4 separate regions of the Sus scrofa genome follow, and all the other regions are linked to region 1. The links are chromatin contacts, called in public HiChIP or PLAC-seq maps. All regions are on one chromosome and are shown on one strand. The core of a region is the stretch at or near the end of the contact, and the rest is flanking DNA. Distances in the headings are between cores, read along the strand shown. Region 1 overlaps LOC102160389 (a long non-coding RNA gene). Region 2 has its middle 38 kb from the start of MFHAS1. Region 3 holds the start of ERI1 (3'-5' exoribonuclease 1). Region 4 overlaps ERI1 (3'-5' exoribonuclease 1).

Region 1 (2,700 bases), core at 84-2,583:
TTAATGCTGAAAGGCACCCTAAAGTTTATATCACTGAAAATTCAGCCTTAATAGATCAACCTCTTCATCCCACAAAGCTAGGTCTTCAATTTGTGATTTTAGAAAGAGAGACATGTTCAATTCTAGACTCTTTTCATTCGTTTCTGTCCCTATGAGGGATGATTCTCTGAATTTATTCTCAAAGTCTGCAACCATTTAAATATGGAGACAAATGCTTAACCCACTCATTAGAGGAATTAGACATGGATTTTCTTCTAACCTGCTTTTTGAGCAGCCTCTTGGTTGGACTCAGACAACCCAAGATATACTTTTGTGTAAAACATCATGCTCTTTGAGAAAACCTAACTGATTTTCTGTTTACAAAATATTTCAGAAATCAAGGTAAAAGCCTTTAGAACTAAACCTTGGAAATTTTAATTTCCAAATATTAAGAAAGAAATGTATGACAGTAAACATGTATTATTCTGTCTTGACATCTGGCATTGTGATTAGTTTCTTTCCAGAAAATAACTTTAAATCATGATGTGAAGTTAAATGTAAAAATCTAACAAGAGAGGAAAATGGCTTCAGGATCTTAGAATTCAAAAGTGTCTCTGCTGTTTGCATCAACATTCCTTCTCTCATGAGTATTCATAATTCCATCACATTTCAGTCATCAAACAGCCAACACATAGAGCTACCTAAGGTGACATTTGTACTGATTTAATACTTACAATAATCTTGCAAAGAAGGTACTATTATATTCTTTTTACAGATAGACAGCAAGAGTCAATTGCCTGAAGTAAATAAGTAATCAAAGGCAAAGCACAGTTCCAATCCTCTGACCTGACTAAAGGGTACAAAATTTTAGCAATTGCATTTTACCATATGTCTGATTATTATCAGAGGCAAATTGGGAGAGGGTAAAATTAAGGTATTGGGCAATAATCTTAATGGTAGCTAACTCTGACCAATCCTCAGAGGTCAAATTTCTGGGGTACCAAATTCCTCTTTGAGGAAAGTAGCAAAAGGGGGTGGGTTTATCACGTTCTGCGAGAGTTTTGCATTCTGCTGAGCTGCATCGTGGTTGCAGTCAGCAATTGCTGTATTCCCTTCAGCTGTCTTGTACTCCTTTAGCCCCCTCCTGTTGAGAGTTTTGCGGTATGCTGCGCCACCTGGTGGATACTGTAAGCAACTACCCCTTTTTTAAGCATACATACATCACACTGTCCTGCTGCGCTTTGCGGTCTACTGCGCCACCTGGTGGTTATTGTTAGGAATTACTCTATTCTCTTCATCTGTCTTGCAAGTCTTCGCCCTATCCAGCTGTTTTTGCATTCAACTGCGCCACCTGGTGGATGCTGTTAGCACTTACTCTATTCCTTTCAGCTCTCCTGTACGTCTTTGTCCTGTCCTGCTGAGTTTTGCGTTCAACTGCACCACCTGGTGGATGCTGTTAGCAATTACCCTATTCTCGTCTTGTACTCTGCCCTGTGTTCTGCTGCGCCACCTGGTGGTTACAGTTAGCAAGTGATTTATAATCACTTTAGCTGTCTTGTATACTATTTATTGCCCTGTCCTTCTGAGTTTTGAGTTCTGCTGCACCACCCTGTAGTTGCAGTTAGCAATTACTATATTCCCTTCAGATGTCTTTTACATGCTTGCCTTGAGATTTGTATTCTGTTTTGCCACCTGGTAGTTGCTGTTAACATTTACTGTATTCCTTTCAGCTGTCCTATATTTCTTTGCCCTGTCCTGAATTTTGCATTCTACTGTGCCACCTGGAGGTTGCACCTAGTAATTACTCTATCCCCTTCAGCCATCTTGTACATGCTTCCCTGAGTTTTGTATTCTGCTGCACCACCTGGTGGTTACAGTTAGCAACTGCTATATTTCCCACAGCCTTGTACTTAACTTGCCCTGTCTGGCTGAGAGTTCTACATTCTACTGACAGCTGGTGGTTGCCATTAGCAATTTCTATTCTTTTCGGCTCTTTTGCACTTCTTTGTCTTGTCCTATTGAGTTCTGTGCTTTACTGTGCCACCTGGCGCTTGCAGTTAGCAACTGCTATATTCCCTTTATTTTGTACATGAATGCCTTGAGTTTTGTATTCTACCCGCCACCTTGTAGTTACTGCAATTGCTATATTCTCTGCAGTAATCTTGTACTTTTCTACCTGCCCTGCTGAGATCGCTGTGCCACCTTGTGGTTGCAGTTAGCAATTACTCTATCCCCTTCTGCTCTCTTGTGCATGCTAGCCCTGAGATTTGTATTCTCCTGTGCCCCTGCTGGTTACAGTAAGGAATTGCTATATTCCCTTCAGCTGTCTCATATTGCTTGCCCTGTCTTGCTGAATTTCACATTCTACTGCACCACCTGGTGGTTGCTGTCAGCAATTACTCTATTCCTTTCAGCTGCCTTGTATTTCTTTGCCCTTTTCTGCTGAGTTTTGTGTTCTGCTGTGCCATGTGGTGGTTGCAGTCAGCAGTTATTCCCTTCAGCTGTTTTTCACATGCTTGCATGAGTTCCATATTCTGCTGTGCTACCTGGTGGTTACAGTTAGCAATTGCTATAGTCCCTGAAGCTGTATTATAATTGCTTACCCTGTCTGAGAGTTTTGCATTAACTGTACCACTTGGTGGATGCTGTTAGCAATTACTCTGCTGAATTTTGCTGTGCCACCTGGTGGTTGCAGTTAAGAAATGCTTTATTCCCTACCGC
Region 2 (2,854 bases), core at 63-2,562, 150 kb before region 1:
TCTCCCATTCGACCCCTAACCTGGGAACCTCCATATGCCGCGGGTGTGGCCCTAAAAAAAAAAAAGAAAAATTTATTGAGCCCTGCTATGTGTCAGACACTTTACCAGGTGCTTTATGTAATCTATGGGATAATTATTGTTATTATCAATAATTATTTTTAATTATTGTTATTGTTGAGGAATCTGAGGCTCACATATGTAATTTCTCGTGGTGGAACAGCGAGCCCAAAAGAGGGAGCAGAATTTGAGTGCAGTTCTATTCCAAAATCTCTGCTCTTCCCAGAGCAGGTAGAATTACAGAATTCTACCTGGGATGACAGTCAGGATGGAGGGTGGGGTGGTGGTGGTTATATAAATGCACTGTCGTCCAAGCCTCACCAGCTGGGGGATTCTGAAGTCACACTTGTATGACTAACTCACAAACTCAAAATCCCTATTCACTTTAGAATTCTAATTTTCACCCAATGAATCAGTCTGCACTGCTACTTGCGCCAGCCTCTTCTCCCTGGAAGAACTTGCCCTCACTGACCTTGACTGCTCCATGCAGACCCCAGTTCCCCTCCTCCCCCCATGTGATGTCCTGACAGTTTAGCAGTCTCTTTCACTATCAGAAGCCACAAATTTGGTGACAAAGCAGGGTTGATGGGTACCTGTGTCTGATTCATTTGAATATTTATCAAGAGCTCTGTAGGAGGGAGGGCTGAGCCAGATCTCTGAACCTGGCTCTTACACAGACACCGGTGTTAGTTTAGTGAAAGGAGGCAGACAAACTCAGTAATTGTTAATTGTGGTGAATCTATTAAAAAATAAACAGAGCACCCAATAGGAAATAATGACAGGGAATGGGAGGGTGTTAGGTCTTCTAAGGAAACAGCTATTTCTTTTCACAAAGACAGCTTTTTTTTTTTTTTTTTTTTTTTTTAAACTTCTCAGAGCAATCATTCTTATTGGGGAAACTGAGCCAATATAAAATGGAGCATTGGTTATAATGCCTTTCCTGGAGCCATCATGCCCCTCTAAATCCTACACTCAATGCAGAATCCTACTAACCTCCTTCATCCCTACAGATCAGTGGTTCTGAAACTTGGCTAAGTTATCAGAATTGCTGGGAGAGCTTTCAGCTACCTGGGCCCTGCCTTTAGAGACTAGAATTAGTTGATTTGGGAGGAGTCTCAGGTGTGAATCATAAAGTTCCCAGATGATTCTAGTATGTAGGCTGGAGTGCAAATCACTGGTCTAGAGCAGTGGTTCTCCAACTTGAGCATGCATCAGAATTGTCTGGAGAGACTAGTCATTGCCCTGCTGGCTGGTTTCTATTGCATTGCCAAGGTCATGACCTGGGTGCCTCACAGTAACTCCTGATTTTGTGATCTATGATCCTCCTACTTAGAGCAATGCTTCTCAACCCTTAATGGGCATATGAATCAGCTGGGGAGCTTGTTGAAATGCAGTTTTGAGTGGCTGCCAGTGGCTGGGGAGTTGGGGGAGGAGGAAATGGGGAGTTTTAATGGGTACAGAGCTGCAGTTTTGCAAGATGAAAAGAGTTCTGGAGATTGGTTGCATAATGTGAATATACTTAACACTACTGAACCCTACATTTAAAAACAGTCAAGATGGTAAATTCTGTGTTATGCATATTTTAGCACAATTGTTTAAAAGTGAAGATTCAGTAGGTCTGGGGCAGGGCCTGAGCGTCTGCATTTCTTATAAGTTCCCTAGTGTTGCTGATGGGACTGCACTGCAGAAGCAAGGGTTCAGGATGCAGCAGGACTACCTGGGGAACTAGATTTAATGTGGGCTCTTCATCCCCATCTCTGAGATCTTGATTCAACCTGTATGAGATGGCTCTCAGGTGTAGCTACTCTGAACACCCCACTTTAAGATATAATCTTCATGCCCTCACTTCCAAAGGTAAGACAGATTATTTGCAGAGGCAAAAGTGATTCTGGCATTTTATTTCGCATCTGAATTAAAAGTTTCTGGTTATTTCACAGCTTTATATAGTGCAGTGGCCTTTCCTAGTTTAGTGAGCTAGGAATGGAAAGATTGTCAGCTGCAAGAGGGACTAGCCCCCAGAATTTAGGGTCTTTAATAGGCTGTGGGTTGATGATTATTCTGGAGCTCCTGGAATAGCATTTTTCTCAGCAGATCAAACCTCAGAGCCCCACAGTATGCCATACCTGACCAGGTATCCACGAAGCTTCCTGTCCTGTCACTTAACCACCCCCCACCCCAACCCATCTCCAGTTCAGAGCAAGACCCAATAACCAACCAACCCAAACCTGCTCCTGGCAAGTCTAGGGAGCCCCAGAGTCATGCACAACTACAATAGTTACTCACACAGTAGTATACTTATGTGTACTTGCTCTATGGCAGGACCTTAGCCCCATCATCTTGTTTAATCCTCTCAACAACCTGTGAAGTATTTAGTGTTATTATCACCATTTCATGCGTGAGAAAATAGAGGCTCTGCTAAGTTGGGTAACTTGCCCAGAGTCATAGAGCCAGTATGTGACAGAGCCAGGATTTGAAACTAGCTTTGTCTGGCAAGGATGCCTAGGCTCTTTATATTGTGGAGATTGGCTTTCCACTGGCCAAGAATTTGGGCCAAAAGTGGATTGCAGCTCTGGAGTGCTAATTAGCATTAGAGCTGTGAACTCTGTGCCTGAAAAGAGCCCTCCATTCACTGCTTCTCTATGCAGTGATTATTTTGTACTGTACAAAAATATCAAATCACCATGTTGAACACCTGAAACTGATATAACATTGTAAGTTGATTATACTTCAATAAACAAACAAACGAAAAACAAAGTAGCTCACTGTCCCAAGCACATGGCTCTCCACAGCAGAATTT
Region 3 (2,700 bases), core at 117-2,616, 190 kb before region 1:
AGAGATACAAACTACTGCCTTTGGAATAGATTAGCAATGAGATCCTACTGTGTAGCACTGGGAACTACATCTAGTCACTTATGACTTGAGCATGATAATGTGCAAAAACAGAATGTGTACATGTGTGTGTAACTGGGTCACCATGCTATACAGTAGAAAAAAACTGTATTGGGGAAATAACTATTAAAAATAATAATAATAAAAATCTTCTTGGTGCAGAAAAGGTTTCTTTTGATAAGCACCTACTTACTAAGTTATTATTAAAACATATTTTCTTTCATCTTGAAACAAATTGTGTTTAAAAAAAAAAAAAACTTTAAGGACCAAGCTATTAATCCCTTTTTCATCACAGAAAATGACGATTCAGGAAGGGCGGAACCCAGTCAGATTCATGTTACTAAAAGATCATTCTAGTTGCTATGTGAAAAGAGCAAGAGCTGGGAAGCCTCTTATAAGTACCCGCACTAAGAGGTGCTCAGCATCTCTGTATTATTAATGGTATTATTTACACTCTGCAGCGCTAGTCAACAAAAAATAATTATCTGTCAAAGAAAATAAAGTTTTAAGACTGTTTTTGCAACTTTGCCACTGTAACGAAGATTGACCAGTGAGCTATCAAAAGCATTAAGAGTATCATATAAAGTCCACAGGAGAAAGAAGTAAATGGGCACAAATCAGAGACAAAGCTCCAGCTAACAGACACAATACTTTCTGCCAAGGCTGGGAGGTGGGCTTAAAGTCTTAGGAAGTGACATACCTAGAACATTTGGCGAGATTTTTAAAAGCACAGGCTAATTACGAACTAGGGCTACAAAGAATGAAAACAGGAACCGTGCCCCCCCCCCCAATGTTTACAGAAGAATTCCCACTAAAATAACTTCTAAAACCGCAGTTCACGTACTTCTCGTCTACTGTTTACTCACTTCCAGAGGGTGACTAGGACCAGAGAGCGCTCCATGACAACCACCCAGAGTAAAGCTCCCAGAGTTGGGGACCGGGAAGGCGGCCGGGGCTGGGGTCCTAGGGTGCGCAGGCTGCGGTTCCTGCGGGAAAACCCTCGAAGACTGGGGCGCGCGGACGGACTCTCACCTCGGGATTCCGATGCTGCGGCTGCTCCCCGCACTCCGACCCCAGCGACCCGCGCCGCGCGGGAGCCAGGGCCTCGCCGCCGGGCTGGTGGCTCTGCTCATCCTCCATGCTGCGTGTCACCTAAGAAGAGAACTGCTGGTGTCCGCCACTCGCTAACTCTCACTCGGCCAAGCCCGAGAGCCTCGCCTTTCTCCGTTGAAAAATTACCGGGCTCGCGTTCCCGCGGCGGCGGCCACACAAACTCCAGCGGACACCTCCCACTTCCGGGAGCGTAAGGCGTCCAGACGCCGCGCAGGCGCGGTGAGCCGGCTGGCGGAACGCGAGCGCTGAAGCTGACCGGAGCGGGGGGGAGGGGCGAGAGGAAGGCGCGCGCGGGAGAAACTGGGAGTGTGCGCTCCCGGCGCGGAGTTAAGGCTAGGCCAGAGTTCGGACCCTAGAGCCTAGAGGTTGCCACTGGAGGAAATGACCCGTCACCGTCTACTAAGAAGAAAATGATGGGCGCCCTGGAGAGAGATGAATTTTAACCGTAGCAAATAACATTTATAAAACAGTCTTCATTTTCCGTAAGGCATTTAAGACATCCACTCTGGACAAGAAGAAATGGGTCTGGACTTATTAAGAAACTGAGCAAAGTATGTGAAACAACTGTTTTCAAGAATAAGCAGTTAGGGACCTTTGTACCTGAGAGAAAAGAAACAAACAAGATGGGCCTTGTATCACCCTGGCCACCTGCTGGGAGGTAGTTTCCAGTTCAGAAGTACAAGGAGAACTCAGAGCCTAGGGTCTTGGGTAAAGACAGGGCTGACTGAGTGGAGAAGGCAGGGATTGAATTTGGGAATTTGAAGAGAGCAAGTTGGTTGGGATTTAAGAGGCAGAGTTCATGGAGAAAGCTTCAGAAATCTGCATAGGGGCACCCTTGCATCTTTAGCTGAATACAAATCAGTGAATATTTCATGTGAAACTCCTCAAGGCCAGGAAAGAACAATTATTGGGGAGCAGTAAGCCAAACAATTCTCAGAGCTCACACAGGACTTGGGAATCATTTGAATTCTCTGGAGCAGAAGTGGAGAGACTTCGAATTCATGGAATGTGCTATAGAGACCCCCAACGAGTCATGCCTTAGTAGTGAGGTAAACTTAGCTCCAGACTGGCCTCTAAAGGAAAACCATTGTAGCTCCTTCAACAGCTTAAAGACAAGCTCTGGTAGAAGCAAACTGCTCAGTAAGTAACTTAAGTGCCTGCCAAAGCAAAGTCTAATACTCTCTATGATAAAATCCAAGATTCAACAATATTAAATTCAACATATCAGGCATCCAGTCCAAAATTAATAGACATACCAAGTAGGAAAATATACAGTAAATAAAAATATATCAGGAGTTCTTGTTGTGGCCCAGCGGAAAGGAATCCGACTAGAACCACGAGGTTGCAGGTTCGATCCCTGCCCTCGCTCAGTGGGTTAAGGATCTGGTGTTGCTGTAAACTGTGGTGTAGGCTGGCAGCTGTAGCTCGGATTGGACCCCTAGCCTGGGAACCTCCATATGCCATGGGCATGGCCCTAAAAAGACAAAAGTAAAGAAGATTCAGTAGTAGGGATTGACTGATCATTTATCT
Region 4 (2,700 bases), core at 48-2,547, 210 kb before region 1:
TGTGTTGGAAGACCGTATACAATTCATTTGATTATAATGCATAAACCATTAAAAAAAACTAGCATCACAAATTTGGGGGGAGGGGAGGTTAAGGAGAAAAAGATAGCTTTATTGCTTTGCCAGGCAAAAGGGGCCACAGCAGGTTAATATCTTAAAGACTGTGCCCCACATCACAATTATTATTAGAAAGTAAATGATAAGAAACAATGCCAATGAAATTGTTCCAAGAAAGCTACAGGGGGAAATCTAGTTCCAAAGATATGCATTTTTAGCTTCTAGGTAAGGAGAATTTTACTTTCTAAATTCCATAAACAACTTTTGTTCTCAGAATTAGTTAAGAATTAACTATTCAACATTTTGTGGTCACTCACTATGTAAAATCAATTTATAATAATAAAATATAAGATATAGTTTAAAAAAAAACATTGACTTTATTAGCCTCACTCTTAATGTTCATTACAAATACAAAAATTAAGTCTAACTCGAAACGTGGTCTCTTAGATTTAAGAATTAGGACAGATATATGACCTAAGAGGAAGGGGAACAACAATAAAATAAAAAACCCCACTAATCCAAAAACCCCCAATGATTTATTTATACATTATAAAGTTTAAGCTGTAGCCTTTACATTTCCTTAGATGGTATTTTCTTTTGACTTTCTATTAACCTCATGAGTACCTGCATTTCTAATGAGATCCTATAATCTATCACAGGTCTTTCAATTATGAAAAAAAAAACCCACAGGCAGATATGTGTACCAAGTACTTTATGAAATTCACCACTCGCAGCTGACCTTCACAAAGAAACTCCAAAAACCAAAAAGACTATGATACTCTTAAAAACCAAAGGCTATATAGGGCCTATCTTTCCCATCTTTTCTGTATTTTAAGAAATAATCTGATCTAATGCTGTTAATGTAGAAATACATTTTACATATTTTAACATCAATAAGAAATGACATTCAAGGGGAGAGCCAACATTTTAAAACCAAAAAGAACACATCTTGGACACCTTAAATTACAAATTCAGTTCTAAGCAGGAACTGCTACTGTGTAACAAATACTGCTCATATCAAAAGTGCTGATGACAAAAAATTCAATATGCCCTCCCCACAGAACTGTTCACATATATATGCATCTATCTATAACTGAAATAAGATTTTAAATGTTTAAGGTGCTTAAGTTTTGCACTGCAGGACTAATTCAATAAGTATTCATCTGCTACCTCTTTGGTAGCAGCTCCAGTTAGAGTGAATGATCCACGGGCAAAAGAGCAAAAGTGCTGTTATTTTCTGGAATGGGGCATTTGTGGAGCTGGGGTGCCCTCTATTGGTAGCGAAGAGGACACACTCATTAGCTGTCCTGCATGCATTTTCTCATTAACCCGGAGTTCACACCCATCCTGAAGCATTCGAACAGCTATTCGGGCAATGTTCTTAGAGTCATCAAGACCACTGTGAGGTCGCCCATCATAATCCATTCCGAGTTTTTCAAGCATTATTGTTAGCTTGGTTTGGCTTCTAGGAACCTGAAAAATAAACAAACAGCTTAGAAAATAATTCGATACTATTCTGCATGTCACTGTGAAGTGGAAAAAGAAGTTGCAAATTAATAGTAATAGCTAAATAAAGTTAGGCAAAGGACAAACACTCTGGGTTAAATGAAGCAAATAAAGAGCAAACCTTCAGAGCTTTTTTTTTTTTTTTTTTTTTTTTGTCTTTTGTCTTTTTTGTTGTTGTTGTTGTTGTTGCTATTTCTCAGAGCTTTTTAAAAATACATTAGAATTTTACCAAAAAAAAAAAAAAAAAAAAAGGAGTTCCCATCGTGGCGCAGTGGTTAACAAACCCGACTAGGAACCATGAGGTTGCAGGTTCGATCCCTAGCCTCGCTCAGTGGGTTAAGGAACCGGCGATGCCATGAGCCGTGGTGTAGGTCGCAGACATGGCTTGGATCTGGCGTTGCTGTGGCTGTGGCATAGGCTGGCAGCTACAGCTCCGATTAGACCCCTAGCCTGGGAACCTCCATATGCTGCGGGAAGCAGCCCTAGAAAAGACAAAAAAAAAAAAAAAGAATTTTAGATAAAAATACACAACACAGATGGAATCCTTAAGACATCTAAAAAGTCTACAGTTTTGTAATTTAATGAATAATTTATGAAAAGAAATGATTGTTCTGAACATCTACCATTTTAACCCAAACTAATTCTTTTGAATGGCATTTTTCCATAATGTATTATTTTACTTGACTGACTCCTTAGATACAGTGAAAGAATATCTGGCTTTTCTAGATGACTAAAGGTAATAAAGGTCCAGAATGAAAGAGAACATATGCTATTTTAGACCTATTTAAATACTTGCTCCATTTTGATAAATATAAAAATCTCAGACACTCCCCAAATTCCAACATGTCCTCCACTTTTGAGAACCACTACTTTGTCTTCTGTATATCCCTACCAGGAAGAAAATTTGATAAGTTTGACATGATGTGGTTGTATATAGCTGGCTTTGTCACCTATGCATCTTAGAGCCACTGTAAAATGACAGTAATAGTTATACTGTTTACTCACTGGGCTACTGGGAGAATCACAGAGCAAATGACATAAAAGCACCAAGATAAACATCAACGATTATCCTAAGCTGCAATACTGCCAATGCATCCTGAGCCTTCCACTAAACATCATCCAGAAAATGCACTTCTAAAA

Evidence for each region. HiChIP or PLAC-seq counts read pairs in DNA pulled down with a chosen protein or histone mark.
Region 2: a contact with region 1 is called in an H3K27ac HiChIP or PLAC-seq map of alveolar macrophages. The contact joins two enhancer-like sites. A contact is called at or near these places in 1 of 47 Hi-C or Micro-C datasets (epiblast stem cells) and 1 of 2 datasets of contacts at active chromatin or transcription factors (alveolar macrophages).
Region 3: a contact with region 1 is called in an H3K27ac HiChIP or PLAC-seq map of alveolar macrophages, with 7 times the contacts expected there. The contact joins the promoter of ERI1 here to the enhancer-like site in region 1. A contact is called at or near these places in 2 of 5 promoter capture datasets (fetal liver and liver), 29 of 47 Hi-C or Micro-C datasets (adipocytes, adipose tissue, alveolar macrophages and 15 more) and 2 of 2 datasets of contacts at active chromatin or transcription factors (alveolar macrophages and skeletal muscle).
Region 4: a contact with region 1 is called in an H3K27ac HiChIP or PLAC-seq map of alveolar macrophages. The contact joins two enhancer-like sites. A contact is called at or near these places in 1 of 47 Hi-C or Micro-C datasets (embryonic fibroblasts) and 1 of 2 datasets of contacts at active chromatin or transcription factors (alveolar macrophages).

The regions. Positions count from the first base shown.
Region 1 is chr15:56,313,173-56,315,872 of Sscrofa11.1, forward strand. The region is part of intron 1 of LOC102160389 (a long non-coding RNA gene); the gene reads right to left. Among named protein-coding and RNA genes, the nearest start is that of MFHAS1, 110 kb to the left of the region's middle. Within about 2 kb of position 1,334, at least 10 of the 83 cell types and tissues checked have an H3K27ac peak or open chromatin away from gene starts, as enhancers often do. A contact at or near this core is called in adipose tissue and alveolar macrophages, where this site is marked.
Region 2 is chr15:56,160,664-56,163,517 of Sscrofa11.1, forward strand. No RefSeq gene overlaps it. Among named protein-coding and RNA genes, the nearest start is that of MFHAS1, 38 kb to the right of the region's middle. Within about 2 kb of position 1,313, at least 3 of the 83 cell types and tissues checked have an H3K27ac peak or open chromatin away from gene starts, as enhancers often do. A contact at or near this core is called in alveolar macrophages, where this site is marked.
Region 3 is chr15:56,122,154-56,124,853 of Sscrofa11.1, forward strand. It overlaps ERI1 (3'-5' exoribonuclease 1), which reads right to left and starts at 1,367. Exons shown (of 7, transcript XM_021075032.1): 1 at 1,090-1,367. The coding sequence starts at 1,197. LOC106508273 (a long non-coding RNA gene) reads left to right here and starts at 1,453. Exons shown (of 3, transcript XR_001305012.2): 1 at 1,453-1,721.
Region 4 is chr15:56,098,399-56,101,098 of Sscrofa11.1, forward strand. It overlaps ERI1 (3'-5' exoribonuclease 1), which reads right to left. Exons shown (of 7, transcript XM_021075032.1): 7 at 1-1,527. The coding sequence ends at 1,285. Among named protein-coding and RNA genes, the nearest start is that of ERI1, 24 kb to the right of the region's middle. Within about 2 kb of position 1,298, at least 5 of the 83 cell types and tissues checked have an H3K27ac peak or open chromatin away from gene starts, as enhancers often do. A contact at or near this core is called in alveolar macrophages, where this site is marked.